Linked DNA regions of Mus musculus: region 2 is linked to region 1. Evidence: chromatin contacts called from public promoter capture Hi-C data. All regions are on one chromosome and are shown on one strand. Each heading gives the region's core, a stretch centred on a gene start, on an enhancer-like site or on the middle of the called end of the contact. The rest is flanking DNA. Distances are from core to core; before and after follow the strand shown. Region 1 holds the start of Dnmt3a (DNA methyltransferase 3A). Region 2 overlaps Dnmt3a (DNA methyltransferase 3A).

Region 1 (7,270 bases), core at 2,520-5,019:
CTTTAATTTACTATTAAAGCCCTGGTCGGGAGCAGCAGAGTTCCTGTAGAAACCCAGCCTTGCTGAGAAAGCTGCCGGCTTCTAAAATGGAGCTAGAGCCAACTCCCCCAAGGATCACACTGCAGCTCTGACTTCTACCAGCCAGACCTGCTCAATCAACAGCAGGGAGGAGGTGGTGAAGGAGACTTAGGTCAGGACCTGGAGGCGGCAGTAAGTGCTGGGGGGGGGGGGGGGTAAACAGCCCTTCTTTCTCAGGCCCTGCAAGGCAGAGCCAACCACATAAGGAACGGGACAGAACCCGCTTGGCCTCTCCCACAAAGACCCCAACCCAGCTCTTAATGCTCCAGGGGCTCCTAGGTCCCTTCCTAAGGGCTGGAGTGTTCATGGGAACATCCTAGAAGAGGGTCCACCCATCTGAAAGGTAAGGCTCTGTGTGCCTTATCTAGCTCCCTGAGATGGAAATCTTGAGGGAATCTGGGAAGTAACTTGGGTCTGGGGGCGTGGGGGTGGAGGAGAGCTGAACTCTCCAGGTGCTCTCTCAACGGAGGCCTACATGCAGGCAATAACCACTGGACTAACCAGCAACTGAAGGGCTAGGACAGAATGCATCCTAGGAGAGAGTAGGGAGCCTGTCTAGTAGCCTTCCTCATGGGCACCACTAATGTCGAATGAACGGAACACTCAGAAGAAGGCAGATCACCTTCAGTTCCTCCCACCCAGAGAGGCTGGACAAGGATCCTTCAGCTCCATCTTGTCCGTTGCTGGCTTGTGGGAAAGAATGGGGGACCGGGCATGGAACTGATGGTGAACTACCTTTAGGGACCCAGGGACATACAACAGCTTGGACTGGGGACAACCCTTGCAAGTTACCCACACACACATTTCCACACAGTACATTCAGGAGAGCACCAAGTGGAGAGGCTTCAGGGAAGCTGTGGTTTCCATCCTCTGCAGTCAGACCTGACAGATCAACACGTCATCTCTCCCCTCTCTGCCAAAGCCCACCCCTGGCAGCCCCTACCTTCTCCATGACCACTACCGTGGAGGGAAAACATACCACTCTAGCCCTATTCTGGGTCTGAAATTCCACCAGGAAAATCAGAGCCATAGAATTTCAAAGTTGGAATGGGCCTGCAAGCTGCATCCAACCCCCACCCCACAGAGGAATCCTGCCTGCAGACACCCTGACAAATGGCCATTGGCGGCCTCTCTTGGGCTCCTCCACTGTGGAAAGCAGACCTTGAGTCTAAAGGGAACACACCTTTCCTCAGGTTAGGCTCCTGGCGAACACCGGAGAGGCTGGGCCAAGTAACAAGAAAAAGTTTGGGCCACCAGGAGCACACGAATCAGGAGCTGCAGATCTGATGGGGGAAGGGTGCAAAGATAAAGCATGGAGGGGGGGGGGGAGGAGTGCGGGGGGGGGGGGGCTCTGAGAGGCAGCAGGGCCTAGAGAAGGAGGCCACAGGGAAGGGGGAGGAAGGTGCCAGACCTATGACATAAGTTGGCTTGGGGGCCCCTACCTGGACACACACACACACACACCACTCTTCGACAGAATTACCTGTCAATAACAGCTCCACAAGGGCCTTAATGGACCCCAGAGGCAGAGGGGACAAGTCAGCTTGCCCCCAAAGCCCACAGGAACTTACACAACCCAACTATCCAAAAGCAAGTGACTGCTCTAACTACCTGCAAATGGCCCCTGTCTGCACAGAGGATAGCCCAAAGAGGGTCTGCCAGGCTGCTGGGCTTTCCAAATCCCACAGGTCAGTCCTAACACCCCAGCAACGCAAGAATAGCTCCCCAGGCTGCAGCTGTCACATCTGCCTGGGAGGGAGGAGGCACAGTGGAGTAGCACCTGATCCCAGAATCCCTGCACAGCCTGCCCAGGAGGAGGTTCAGCCGCTGGCAGCTCAGGGTGAAACATGAAGACTGAACTGTCCCCGGGGATGCTGATGGCAGTCTCTGGGCACTGCAGTGAGGGGCAAGCTGGGTCACTCGGCCGAAGATACTCCTCCCCAAGGCTCCTGTCCCCTCTGGTTTGAGAGGGGGCAGTTATGCAGTCCCTAGCCCGCCCTTCCTCCCCAGCCCTACGCAGGTCAGAACTGCCCAGCTGGGTGCAAGACGCCATCTTAGGTCAAGGTGCAGCCACAGAAGGCTCCCCCTGGGAGCCCGGGAAGGGAGCTCTGAGAACCCAGTGGGAGCCTTCTCTCACCCAGGGTGTCCACACCTACTCAGCTGGCCTTGCAGGAAAAGAGGAGAGGAGGGGATGCAGAGACAGGGGGAGAGCAACTACTGAGTGGGGAGCGAAGGGAGAGGGTGCCCCCAAGAAGGCAGGCTCCAGGAAAGCAAAATGAAGTTTGGCAGCCATAGGGCTGCGGGCCCCGCGAAGAGGGGTTGGGGGAGGCTGGGGGCGGGCCCTGGACGCACGCCAGCTCGGTCCGCGCCAACGAGGGAGGGCAAGACGGCGTGGAGTAGGGAGTCCGGGTGAGGGCAGGACACGGACCGCGGCCGGAGCCGCTCGGAGGCTCGGGTGTCTCCTGAGGTGAGGGCAACATGGGGACTGAGACCCCCGATCCGCAGCCTCGGCGAGGCCTCGTCCTTCACTGTGCAGATGCGAAGCTTTCAAGGACACGTCTACACCGGCCCGGCGGGGGTGCGTGTGAGTGTATGCAAGGGGAGTCTGCCTCAGGGGGCGACCCCGGCATCCCCACCGGAGACATTTCCAGCCTTGCTGCTCCCGCCCCCGCACCTTCTAGTCCCCCGCGGCCCGGCCCGGGGATCCTCGCCCACTCCCGCCCCGCCCCCATACTGCGGCGCCGCCGCCGCCACCACCACCCCGCTCCCACGGCCCGCAGCGGGGGCAGGGAGGAGCCGGGCGCGACGCCCCCCCCTCCACGCCGTTCCGCCTGGCCTCCGCGGGAGCGTGCGCCCCCGAGCGGGCACGCTCCCCACGCGCGCGCCCCTCCCAGGCCCGCCGGCGCCCCGCACCCCCAAGCCACAGGTGGCCGCGGGAAGATCGCGACGCCGCGCTCCCCGGCGCGGGCCCCGGCCGCCCCTGGGCCCTGCCGGGGGCCTCCAGGGTCCCCCCCGCCGCGCGGAGCCTGCAGGCCCGGGGGAGGGGCGGGGCGGGCGCGGGGCCCGGGTCGTGCCAGGCTGCCATTTTCTGCCGTGGCCACGGCGCTCCCCGGCCGCCCGCGCCCCCTCCCCCTCCTCTCCCCTCCCGCCGCCCGATTCCCGGTCCCGTCCGCACTCCGCAGCGCACGGCCGCAGGCCCCGACCGGGCCCCCGGGCGGGGGCAGAGCCCGGAAGGCGGAGGCGGCGGGGCCCTGCGGCAGCGCGCGTCGGGCGGCGCGCAGGCCGGCGGAGGCCCCCCGCGGCATTGTACGGACTTGAACTTGAGCCCGGGCCGGGCGGGGGCGCCGAGGGGCGTCCGCGGCGGAGGCGGCGCGCAGAAGAGGAGCGGCGGGCGAGCGGCGGGGACATAAACAAACCCTCGGCCCGGGCGGTCCGCGCTCTCAGCACCGCGCGCCGAGTTGCGGGGTCCGAGCCGCGCTCCCCACCGCCTTGCTGTGCCCTCCCGCCCGCCCGCCCTCTCAGCTCCCGGGCCGCAGGCCGTGCTGGTTACCGTGTGGCCCGGCGGGTCGGGCGGCCCGGCTCGCCCTGCTGCCGCGGCGCCGCGTCCCGGCTCGTCCTCTGCTCGCGCCGCCGCCCGCGCCGCCTCCCGGCCCGCCCGCTGCCTGCCGCGCTCCCTCCCTCCGTCGCTGTCGCGCTCCCTCTCTCCGCCTCCTCCGCCGGGTCCCCCCCGCCCGCCTCTTCTCTCCGCCTTCCTCCTTCCCTCCCTCCGGCCGCCCGCCGCCCAGGCCTCCGCCCGCCGCTCGCCCCCCGTGGCCGCGCTGGCTCTGGCCCCGGCGCTGCGGAGCCGCCCGGGAGGCAACCCCGGGGGCCCCGGGGCGCCGCGGCGGGAGCTATCCGAGCCGCGGACGGTCCTAGCGCCCCCGGCGGGAGGAGCGGGTTCGGGACCCCGCCGCGCCCCGACTGCGGCGCTCCGGGCCGGGCACCCTGCCGGAGCTGCGATCTCGGCCGCCCTGTGCCCCTCGGGTGGTCCCCCGGCCGCAACCTCCCCACCTTGCGGCGCCCCTCTACCTGGCGCGGCTTCTGCGCTGGGTCCCCGCATCCAGCACTGGTCGTAGGGACAGCTGCCCCTCCTCTCCCGGGCCGGTGTCAAGTGCCTGCCCCCCCCCGTCCCCCCCCCTCGCCGCCCGCGGAGCCCCCGGCGGCCTTCGCCCTGCAGTTCTCCCGACCTCCACCAGAGCCCACTGCGCTTTGCGCGCCTCAGCACTGGGGCTGGGGACAGCAGCGCCTGCTCAGCCGCGTCGCCACCCACAGCCAGGTGCCGCGGTGGCCAGACGGCTGCACAGGGCCAAGGTCGGAGCGCCTGGCGCCTCGAGGCCATCCTAGAGCATCGAGCACCGCCACGGAGTGGGCTCCCTAGAAGGCAGTAAGCTTTCCGTACCTTGAGGTGTCCAAAAAGAGTTGGATGCCCTCAGGTGGGCTCTGGAAAGATCTGAAGAGGTGGAAGGTTGAACTAAATGACATTGAAGGCCTGCCTCTTCCAGCTGCAAGATTCTCTGCAGACGGGCACTAGACCTGGCTCCCTCAGTGTGGGGGTGCTCTCAGGGCTCCGGGTCTGTAGTGCTCACCTCTCCAGCTACCATCACTGGAGCTTGGCACTGAATCCCCTGACTCCCAGCCTCCTTGTCAGGCTCCTCCCTCCTGTCACTGGACAGCACCATCCATCCAGCCCTTCAGTGCCCCAGTGTCCTGAGTTGCATCTCCCACACCCACGGCACACTTATTTGCAGACCCTCAATGCTGAAGCAGGTTCCCATAGAACACGCCCCACCTAGAACACTTCACCCCATTTGAGGATCAAAGGGACAGTTGCCTAATTCATTGAAATACAGAACCACCCTTTCCTATTTGCAGGGCACATTTACACTTCAGTCTTCCCTACCCCAAAGCAACTGTCCTGACCTTTCCTAATAGCACTCAATATCGCACCCCCACCCTCCACTACTGGTGTTCATTTCTGCCACCCATAGTCTTTCACCTGGCCAGTTCTTAGGACTCGTCATGCCCTGTGAGGACAAGGACACCGTTTGCCTTCAATACAGCTCAGCACCTGTACATGCTACGTCCTCATAAATGTTGGTTGAATGACTGTATGAACTGCAGGCTTCCTGTATCCAAATCCATAGCCCTCCAAATGATGCTCCCAGCTTGACTAAGGACAAGACCATTTTAGAGAAAGGCCTCGACTTCAAGAGTTATATGGCACTACCTCTAAAGAGTAGCCACCAGCCACCAAACACTTCCATCTGTCGAGTGACTTGTACTGCTCCAACTTTTCAGTGAAGAAACCCATGCTTGGACTGGGGATGGAACTTGGTGGGAGAGCATTTGCCTGGTAACCTCCAAGTCTTGGGTTCAGGATTTAACACCACAAACAAAAAGCTCACCATGAGGCTGGAGAGACTGGCTCAGCAGTCCAAAGCACTGGCTGCTATTCCAGAGGACCTGGGTGTAGTTCTCAGCACCCACATGCCAGTTCACAACTGACTATTAACTTCAGATCCAGGGGATGTGGCAGGGATATGGTACACAGGAGCAAGAAAAACATGCTTATGCACAATTTTTAAAAGCCATCCAGGCTTAACCCTGAGTTGGGAAGTGGCAGAGCAAGAGTTAAGTCCAGGTTCATTTGACTCAGGTCAGCATATTACAGTGGGAAGAAGCCAAAACTGACCAAATGAGAGAGCCAAATGTAAGTCTGTATTCAGTACTGATGGTGCTGTCATGGGGAGCCATGACAGCATGGGATGTCTGTGATGCTCATGTAGTCAGGCCCACAGCAACTGTCAGGGGACTTGGGACCAGTGTGTAGCAGTTGCAGGGCGTCACCGTTGGCTCGAGACACCAACACTGCGTCTTTGGTCCAGCGAGGAAGCACATCAGTGCTGGGTGCTGCTGAGACGGGCTTGACCTTGAGGCTCTGTCACAGTTGGAATAAGAAGCATCCCTCTAGATAGGCTCACACATTAATGGGCAGGCCCTTTAAAGGGCTGGCCCTCTGCAGGTGGTGGGCTTTTGTTGTTGTTTTGTGGGGTTTGGTTTTGTTATTATTGTTGGGTTATTTTTGAGACAGAGTCTCTGTTATGTAGCCTTGGCTGTCCTGAAACTCATCTTGAGACTAGGCTGGTCTCAAACGCATAGAGATCCATCTGTCTCTGCCTCTCAGCGCTGGGACCAAAGGTGTGTGCCACCACACCCAGTGTTGTGGTACTGTTTTGAGAGGTTCTGGAAGCTGCGGGAAGTGGGGCCTGGCTGGGTGACCTAGGCCACTGAGTACCTTTTCTTGGGGGATATCCCTTGCCTCTCTCTGTCCCTTGCCCTGCTTCCTGACTGCTCCTCCAGCCCCCACCCCCACCATCTGCACCTGCCACCATAGTATTCTGCCTCACAGCCGGCCCCAGGAGCATGGCCCGGGACTAAACCCTCAGGAACTGTGAGCCCAAGGATGTATTTCCCCGATCAGACTGGTCTTGTGACATATTTTGTCACAAAAAGGGAAGCAGTGAGCACAGGCTTCTACACCCCCTACTTTGGTCCTAGACATTTTGGACAGAGGATGCAGCATCCATTCCAATAGAGAAGGTTATCCCCATGGTACCTACTCCCATATCTCAGTGCCATATCTCAGTGGCTTAAAAACACCAAGTTCTAGGGTGGTTTGGTGACTCTCCCAAAAGCCAAATGCAGTATCACCATGTATCTCTGAAATCCCAGCGTTAGGTATATATCTAAAAGGACAGAAAGCAAGCTGGGTGTGGAGGCATACGTCTGTAATCCCAGTTCTCGGGAGGCAGAGGCAGGAGGATGGCCAGGTCTACATGGTGAGGTTTGGGGTAGCTTGAGCTACATATGCAGACTCTGTCTCACACAAACAGGGTAAAAAGAGGGAGCTTGTAGAGTTTGTGCAACAACACTTCTAACTATTTGCAGTAGCCGCAAATGGGAGCAACCTGAATGTCCACCTACCAACAGATGAATGGATAACCATAATGTCTTACCATATATGCAGTGGCATATTACAGAGGCTTGAAAGGGAAGCAACACGGATGAACCAGTCACAGACACCAAGGTTGCATGGTTCTATTTACATGAGGTGCCTAGAGTAGTCAAATCTGTGAACATAAAATAGAATCTT
Region 2 (7,270 bases), core at 3,345-5,844, 110 kb before region 1:
ACACACAGGCCACTGAAGACATTTGGAGGTCAGAGGACCCTTGCAGAAGTTATTCTCCATTTGCACCATGTGACTTCTGGTGACCTAGTGCCACCAGGCTTGGCAGCAAGTACCTTTACCCACAGAGACATTTCACAGGCCCTAAGAAACTGTCTTTTAATGAGCATGGTTGCATATAGAGGGAGATAGTGGGCCTGAGAGATTTGATTTTCAGCTCTCTTCCTCTGTGTCTCAATGGTTTATTTCCTTGGGGATTAGGGTTGGGTTTTGTTTGTTTGGGTTGTGTGTGTGTGTTCTATCTATCTGTCTATCTATCTATCTATCTATCTATCTATCTATCTATCTATCTATCTAATCTATCTAATCTATCTATCTATCTATCTATCTATCTATCTATCTATCTACCTACCTACCTATCTATCTATCTATGGTATACTGTTGCCCAGGTTACAGCTCACCAGAGAGCCCACGTTGGATGGTTCTCAATGGCCTTTCCTGGGGGACCAAGCCAACCCTTCTGAGAAGAAGACCCAGCTACCCCTGGAAAAGAAAGGTGTCTGAATTGCAAGAGCCACATGCATGCTCACATATACCTCTGTCACAGCTTACTGAACCAGGCTGACCCTGTGATCCACTGTGAGCAGGCAGAGGTCACTGGAACCTGGCAAGGAGCCAGTGTGGAACCGATAGGGGCTACAAGTTGAACCTGAGGCTGGGAGACCAGGGTCAAAAATGAGGGAGCTAAGAAAGGGATAGGGCAACAGAGGGGCCAAGATTGGTACACCTATAGCTCCCCACGCTGACCTTCCTCCCAAGCCAGCAGTCCCCTGTCAGAGTCCCAGTCAAGAGGCCACTGAGGGGTAAGATTTATCCTTTCATTGCGCCCTGAAGCCAAGGCAAAATGGATCATTGTGGGTGATGCCTGGTGACTTGTGCTCGTCCATAACAGCCATTGTCTTACCTCACTGCAGCCCCAGGTCCAACATGCACATACCCAGAGGTTATACCAGAGCCCATGCCAGCTCTGCTGTGTGTACTTAGCCACCCTCTTGGTCAGCCCCTTGTTTCACCTCTTCTGTCCTATCTGTCAGCCTCACAGAACCTGAAGGTACAGCCCAGGTAGCAGACTGTGTGCATATACCACATGCCACCTCACTATGGGGGTTGCCACTCAACTGTCTATCTTGCTTCCACCAAACTCTTGTTTGACTCTGTCAGCCCTGGCTCTCTCCACCCCCACCCCGTCTTTGCTCCCCCAAACCCTATATTACCAAGTGACACCAAGAACCAATAGGTTTTTATTAATCAAATGGCAGGCAGCTCCTTGACTTGAGTAAGCTCTCCCAACCCTGGCTTGGATGGCCCTTAAATATTTAGGAATGGCTTTCAGAACCAAGAGTGTCTATACCAATCTCTCCCCCACCTCTTCATGTCTTCCCATCCTTCCTGAACCTTGGGGACAGTCTTGGAAGACGGAGGCTGGATCATCCCTGTCTGTATTCTTCCAGCAAAGAGGACTTGCAAAACGCCCCTGCTTTTCCTTAGTGTCTAGCTTCTCAAAAAATAAACAGCGCCCTTGGGCTGGGGAGACGGCTCAGTGGAAAAGCCTGCTTGCTGTGTTAAGTATAAAGACCTGAGTTCAATCCCAAGGACCTGTATCAAAAGCCAGGTGTGGTTGTGCACCTATAACCCTGGCACTGAGGACTGGGGGGCCTGGGGAGACAGCAAGAGACTGAAGTCTCATGGGTAGAGACAGGTGAAGTTGCTTTATCACACCCAAGGGAATGCTGTCTGAGTTCCAGACATGAATGTGCTGTGTCCTAATTTAAAGGTACGCACACTTTCCCACTGGGATTAACATGTGTGCTACAGGTTCTGTGTGGCTTGTCTTCTCTGTATTCCTCTGCAGTAGATTGGAGAAGAGGGCCTTTGAGGGCAGGGTTCTGTATGAGGTGGGTCTGAATTCTTTCTTGTGCCTGTGCCTGACAGCATGAGGCCCTGGATGCTGGACCCAGCTTTCAGAACAGTGAGCTAAGTGGGTGGCTTCCTTTCTAAGTTAACGAAGCCCCAGGGAACTTGAGATGCTGTAGAGAACAGGCTGAGACAAGGTGGGAACTGCTCACTAAGGGCCCAGACAGAAACTCTGAGCTGAAACCCGAAGCTTGCCTGCTGATCTCTTTGAAGGAATCAGGAAGAAACCAAACTGTCCACTGTGACTTTCTCCAACTGGTCTCATTTCTGGGAATCTATTTCAAGGGAAAAAAATACAAAAAAGGGGGAAGCCAAAACATAAAGATGTTTATTGAAGCTCTATTTATAGCGAAAATAAAATATATATAAACAAACATTCAACAAGAAAATGCCATGCAGCCATTTGAAAGTAAGATTCCACATCAACATTGAAAAACATCAAGAAAAAAAGTAGAGTAAAAGCCAAATACACATTTACAACCTTGTCAAAGAAAAAGCAAGAAAAAGTGCCCATGAGAAAACCTGTTTAGCCAAACTTTCCCAGTCTGCTCAAGGACCGCCACACGGTCTCTCCCTATCCAACCGTCCAGAAAGTTTGCTGGAAGAAACGGGTGGACAGTCCTTAGGAGTGGAACCCCAGCCAAGCCTGCTGGCTACTCCCGGAGATATGCAGGACAGACAGACCCCGCATACAGACGGCCCTTCTAGATAGGTATGGCAGAGACACGGTGGACAACTCCTCAGGCTGCAAGGCCCTGCCAGGCAGCCTATGCTCAGACCAGCAGTAGCCCTATTGGCCACTGATCCCAGCCCTTGGGTCACCTGTCAAGTGTTTGCAAATATCTCCTTTAAACGCAAGGTTCTTCCAGGATTCCCCCAGCCCCAGCTGCCTCTCTCCTTTGCTGACTTCTTCCTTCTGGACTCTGGCATCCATAAGTCCCTGCTGGTCCTACTGCCAGCTAACCAGGATGCCAGTCTGTTGCCTGCTCTGGTCTCGAGAATCTGCTGGTTTGGGAAGTAAACGAGACAACTTCACCTTAGTCTAACCTGTTTTTGATCTTGAACCAAACTCCCTCTGCCCTTGGGTCCCAACCCCTAGTTAACACCCATATGAGAGATACTTTAGAAATCCATTTCCCAGACCCTCCCAACGTAAACTGCACCCACTTCAGCCCACTGGAGGACTGTGAGTGGCCACATCAGGGGAAAGGAGTCGCAGGACAAAAGGACATTATGACGGTGCTTTTTTTTTTTTTTCCGTTTTTCTTTTTGCACAAAAACAGTCCATTTATTCAAGTGTTCTCCAGCACAAGTACATTAGAAAGGAGCTTTATTATATTCTTCTGGGCACAAAAAAAAAAAAAAAAAGTGATGAAGCGGAACTGACGGACTCTCTACACCTGCTGTACGCATTGACCTTTTAATATTTCTTCAACAGCTATGTCACAAGCATCACGTACACAGAGATACAACAGGACACCGGAGAGTGCAGCAAGCTGTATGCAGCCCCCCACACCCCTCCTGGCTGTCCCAGAACCAGACTGTGAAATGTACATTATTACTGTCAATAAATAGAGAAGCAACCCTAACAAAAAATACAGTGGTAGAAGGAAGCCGGGACCAGGAAAAACAAACGACAATTCTTAAAAAAAAGAATTAGGAAAAGAGAGAGCTAGGAAGAGGAACCGAAAGAGGACCAGGGGGGACCGGGGAAGGTTCTGGAAGGTCCTGCACTTAGCTGCGTGGAATGTGGAGTCAAAGCGCTCTGCCACCGGGGTCAAAGCGAATTCGTCTGTAACAGTAAAAGTTATTACCAAATCAGCTACGGAGTTTATGTTGTAGTATGAATACATGATTTCCCACAAGTAAGCACCCGCTACTTCGATGTCTCAGCTAAAACACGTGAAATCGCTCACTTAGTTTTCAAGTACAAAGTTAAAATGCCTTTTTAATAATAATATATCAGAGTAAAATAATAGTCTCTTTTAAACTCCACTACAAGAAAACAAAACAGAACATCATTGTCCAGACAGCAGACTTAATTTAACAATATATATTTTTAATAAAATGTGTTTAGCACCGTGTTGAGTCACCTCCTCCCTCTGCGTATTCTAAGGAATTTCAGTGATTGTTGTTTCTGTAGAATTCTACGGCCGGGCAATCAAATTAGTCTGTAAAATGGGACTATGTGAGACTTTAGACCACTGCTCATGCCCTCAGGCTTGGTGCTGGGTTAAACCCACTCTATGGCCACTCTATGAGCCCACAAACGAAGCTTGTCCCGGTAGGGGAGCCAGTTAATAGAGTTCTGGGGTCCCCTGGAGAAGCTTTGAATCCCTACCAGCAAAGGGCCTTCCATAGATCTCCATCTTGGCCTGCCTCTTGGTCTCAGCGCCTACTCCAGTGTCTGGGCTAGAGACTTGTCTCCAACCAAAGGCTAACCTTAGCGGTGTCTTGGAAGCCTGCAAGGACAAGGCCTTTCCTCCCAAAGTTCAGCTTTCTCTACACAAACATACACAAGCTCACAATGACCCCGATCAACCGAGTCCTTTCCTTCGGACTTCTGACCCAGCACTGCTCCTAGTGCTGATACTGCCTGGATGGGACAGGATCAATTGGAAAGGGCCACTAAGTCCACCTCCTCACAGGGTGGCTCTGCCAAGTGAACAAGTCAGCACTGCCACTCATCCCAAGCCCTGGGAGCCGCCAAGCGTCAAACTCAGATCCAAACACAGGCCTGCTTGGAAACTCAGCTGCAGTGGTCACGTAGCCCCAGCTCACAGCCAGGGCTCTTACAGTGACAGTTCCTGAAGACCTTGTAGTGCCATAAAAGCTCTGCACCAACCAGACAGGCCCAGGAATTTTCTTCTACTCTCTGGACACACTGTACAGTAAAGAATAGAGAAACCAACAATTTGTATCTTCCTGTAAACACACTCCTTCAAAGTGGCTCAGCCTAACTCCAATCCTAAGCCAGCAAGTGAGGACCACAGCACCCCCAGAACAGAGACACTATTGGGGAGGGTAGATGCTGTTGATGTTGGCCTCCACTCATTGCTCCTGCATCCACACTTCAGTCATTTGCCAAAAGCCACAGGGATCTTTATGCCTGCGGATCTTTCTACCTGCTGCCATACTCAGCCCGGCCACAAAAGTGACTCGGTCCAGGAGGCTCTTTAGGGGACCTCAGCTTTCTAACAGGGTATTCCACAGCAGAGAAACAGCCGACTGCAGGCTCCCGGGCTTACTGGGTCCTATGAGAGGAATTAGCACCAGCTTGGGACCCCGCTGGTATGTGTGCCTCCTCAGGAGGCCTTAGTTCTGTGACCCTGGTGCTAGCACCAGCTACCTCCCCTGGGCAAGGGCCACAGATCTTCACAAATCTTCACACTTACACGGCACCTGCTGAGAGGTGGCTGTCACCCAGTCCCCAGCACCTTAGTTTCTAGGGAAAACAAGCCTAGTCTTTGGAAAGGAAAGCCCACAGGGAACCTCCCATGACTGAATCCAGCTTCAGCCCCACCTGCAGTGAGCTAGTTCCTAGATGCACTGCAAACTCCCCACAACCTCCCCTCAGCTACCCCAGCATCCCAGCAGCTCTCCTCAGAGGTGACCCTAGAAGCCGCACTTGGGGTAGAGACGGATGAATAGCCAGATTGGCACAGTCCCAAAGACACCCCTCCCCAAAAGATATTGGGGGCTAACTCGCCTGGTGCCCTCACACTATGGTAAGACTAAGCCTACAGATGGGGCTGGAAGGAAAGCTAGAGAAGGCCACCCGATGCCCGCCCCATGAGGAGTCCATCAGGGACCGTGTCAGGTCAGTACTGGTCAGCCACCTGGAAGCCTCTACTCAGTCCCTTGGGAACTCCTCCTCCTGAGCCCTCACACTAACCCCAGGCACGGGAGCACCAGGCCCAGCTGAGGCGGCACTAGGCTCCTGGGAAAGGCTAGCTTCGTCACATATGCGGTGGGCAGAGATGGCCTTTGAAGACAGTCCTGACAGGAGCTGGGAAGACCTTGCCATTGCTAGAGGGGGAGGGAGCACCTTGGACTGCCTAAAGCAGCCTTCCTCCCCTCCAGTCCTCCTGCATGGTGCTGGTGGACTCCAGGTCAGAATGGAGCCCTGCTGGAGCAAGGGAGGACGTTACATTTAGTACAGGGACTCCAAGAGGGCAAGCATCCCCCTCTCCTGGATGCTCCAGCCCCATAGTCATACCTGCCATGGCAGGGGAAACTAGCTGCGATCTTAAAACTCTATCCAGAGAAAATGAGCAGAGGTGGGCAGGACTACACAGCCCAAGCAGTGTACCAAGCCACCAGCCAAGCTTAGTCCCGAGCAGTGAGCAAGGGGCCAAAGCCTCTGACTAGTTTTAGCACTAATTACTGATTTGCTTTACTCCAAAAGTGAGGTTCACTGTCCCATTTTAATTTTTTTTTTAACATTTTATTTTCCCAATGGAAGCCCCATGGCCAAGAGAGATTTCAGTTCGACTTTGGTTGGGGAGAATAGGTAGGGGCTGAGGGCTGACTTGACTGGTGCCGAGAGTTGCAGGTCAGTAACCACAGGCTGCTAACAGAAGCTGACATCACCAGAGGCAAAGGGAATACAACACAGACCTGCTAGAGGAAGCACCTGCTTGGATCAAACCTCCTCCTTTTCCTGACTTCAGCACCTAGCAACTTCTGGGATCGAGTCTACCTGTCATCAGGGCAACAGATGTACGAGAGAGAGCTGTGTAGCCGACTCCATCGTCCTGATCCTGCAGAGAAGTGTGCTGGGGGCTCCCTGGTGTGCATCCAGACAGAAATAGATTCCTGTGCATGTGTTAGACTGATATACTGTTTGTGGGGCTGTCTGCGGGAAGGACCCAGGCTCAACACAGAGCCCACTCCCTCCAACCCCCTCTGTGTATATTTCTTATACATGACCCTATCTATGTATTTATATAGGGCCTATCATAGGCCCCATCTTTCTAGGGATGCGGTCTTGGGACCATGTGCTTGACAGCACACCTCCCAGTCTCTGCTGGTCCCAGGAGGTGCCGTCCCCCCTCCCATTATAAAATATATATCTCTATATGCCACATATCTACACTCCATCCATCCAGGCAAGCCCTCACCCTGGGGCCAAGCACACCTTCCCTTCCCGCTGCCAATGCCAGGCTGCCTGCCCTGGCTGGGGAGCGGAACAAAGTGCGAGCACATGGCCCAGGTGAAGCTGACTCAAGTGAGAGCACAGCCATCAGAGCAAACACTAGAAAAGAAACACACGCCACTCCAACCACACACACAAGGA

What was found. Promoter capture Hi-C pulls out the DNA fragments that hold promoters and counts their contacts.
Region 2: a promoter capture Hi-C map of liver shows a contact between it and region 1, with 1.9 times the contacts expected there. The contact joins the enhancer-like site here to the promoter of Dnmt3a in region 1. A contact is called at or near these places in 7 of 39 promoter capture datasets (the C10 cell line, embryonic stem cells, hippocampal neurons and 2 more), 4 of 484 Hi-C or Micro-C datasets (the HL-1 cell line, the N1E-115 cell line, cerebellar granule neurons and 1 more), 4 of 115 datasets of contacts at active chromatin or transcription factors (embryonic stem cells and pro-B cells) and 3 of 9 other capture datasets (adipose tissue, embryonic stem cells and liver).

Annotation. Positions count from the first base shown.
Region 1 is chr12:3,803,479-3,810,748 of GRCm38.p6, reverse strand. Dnmt3a (DNA methyltransferase 3A) reads right to left here and starts at 3,769. Exons shown (of 23, transcript NM_007872.4): 1 at 3,629-3,769.
Region 2 is chr12:3,909,450-3,916,719 of GRCm38.p6, reverse strand. Dnmt3a (DNA methyltransferase 3A) reads right to left here. Exons shown (of 23, transcript NM_007872.4): 23 at 2,277-7,270. Among named protein-coding and RNA genes, the nearest start is that of Gm31623, 18 kb to the right of the region's middle. Within about 2 kb of position 4,594, at least 9 of the 459 cell types and tissues checked have an H3K27ac peak or open chromatin away from gene starts, as enhancers often do. A contact at or near this core is called in liver, where this site is marked.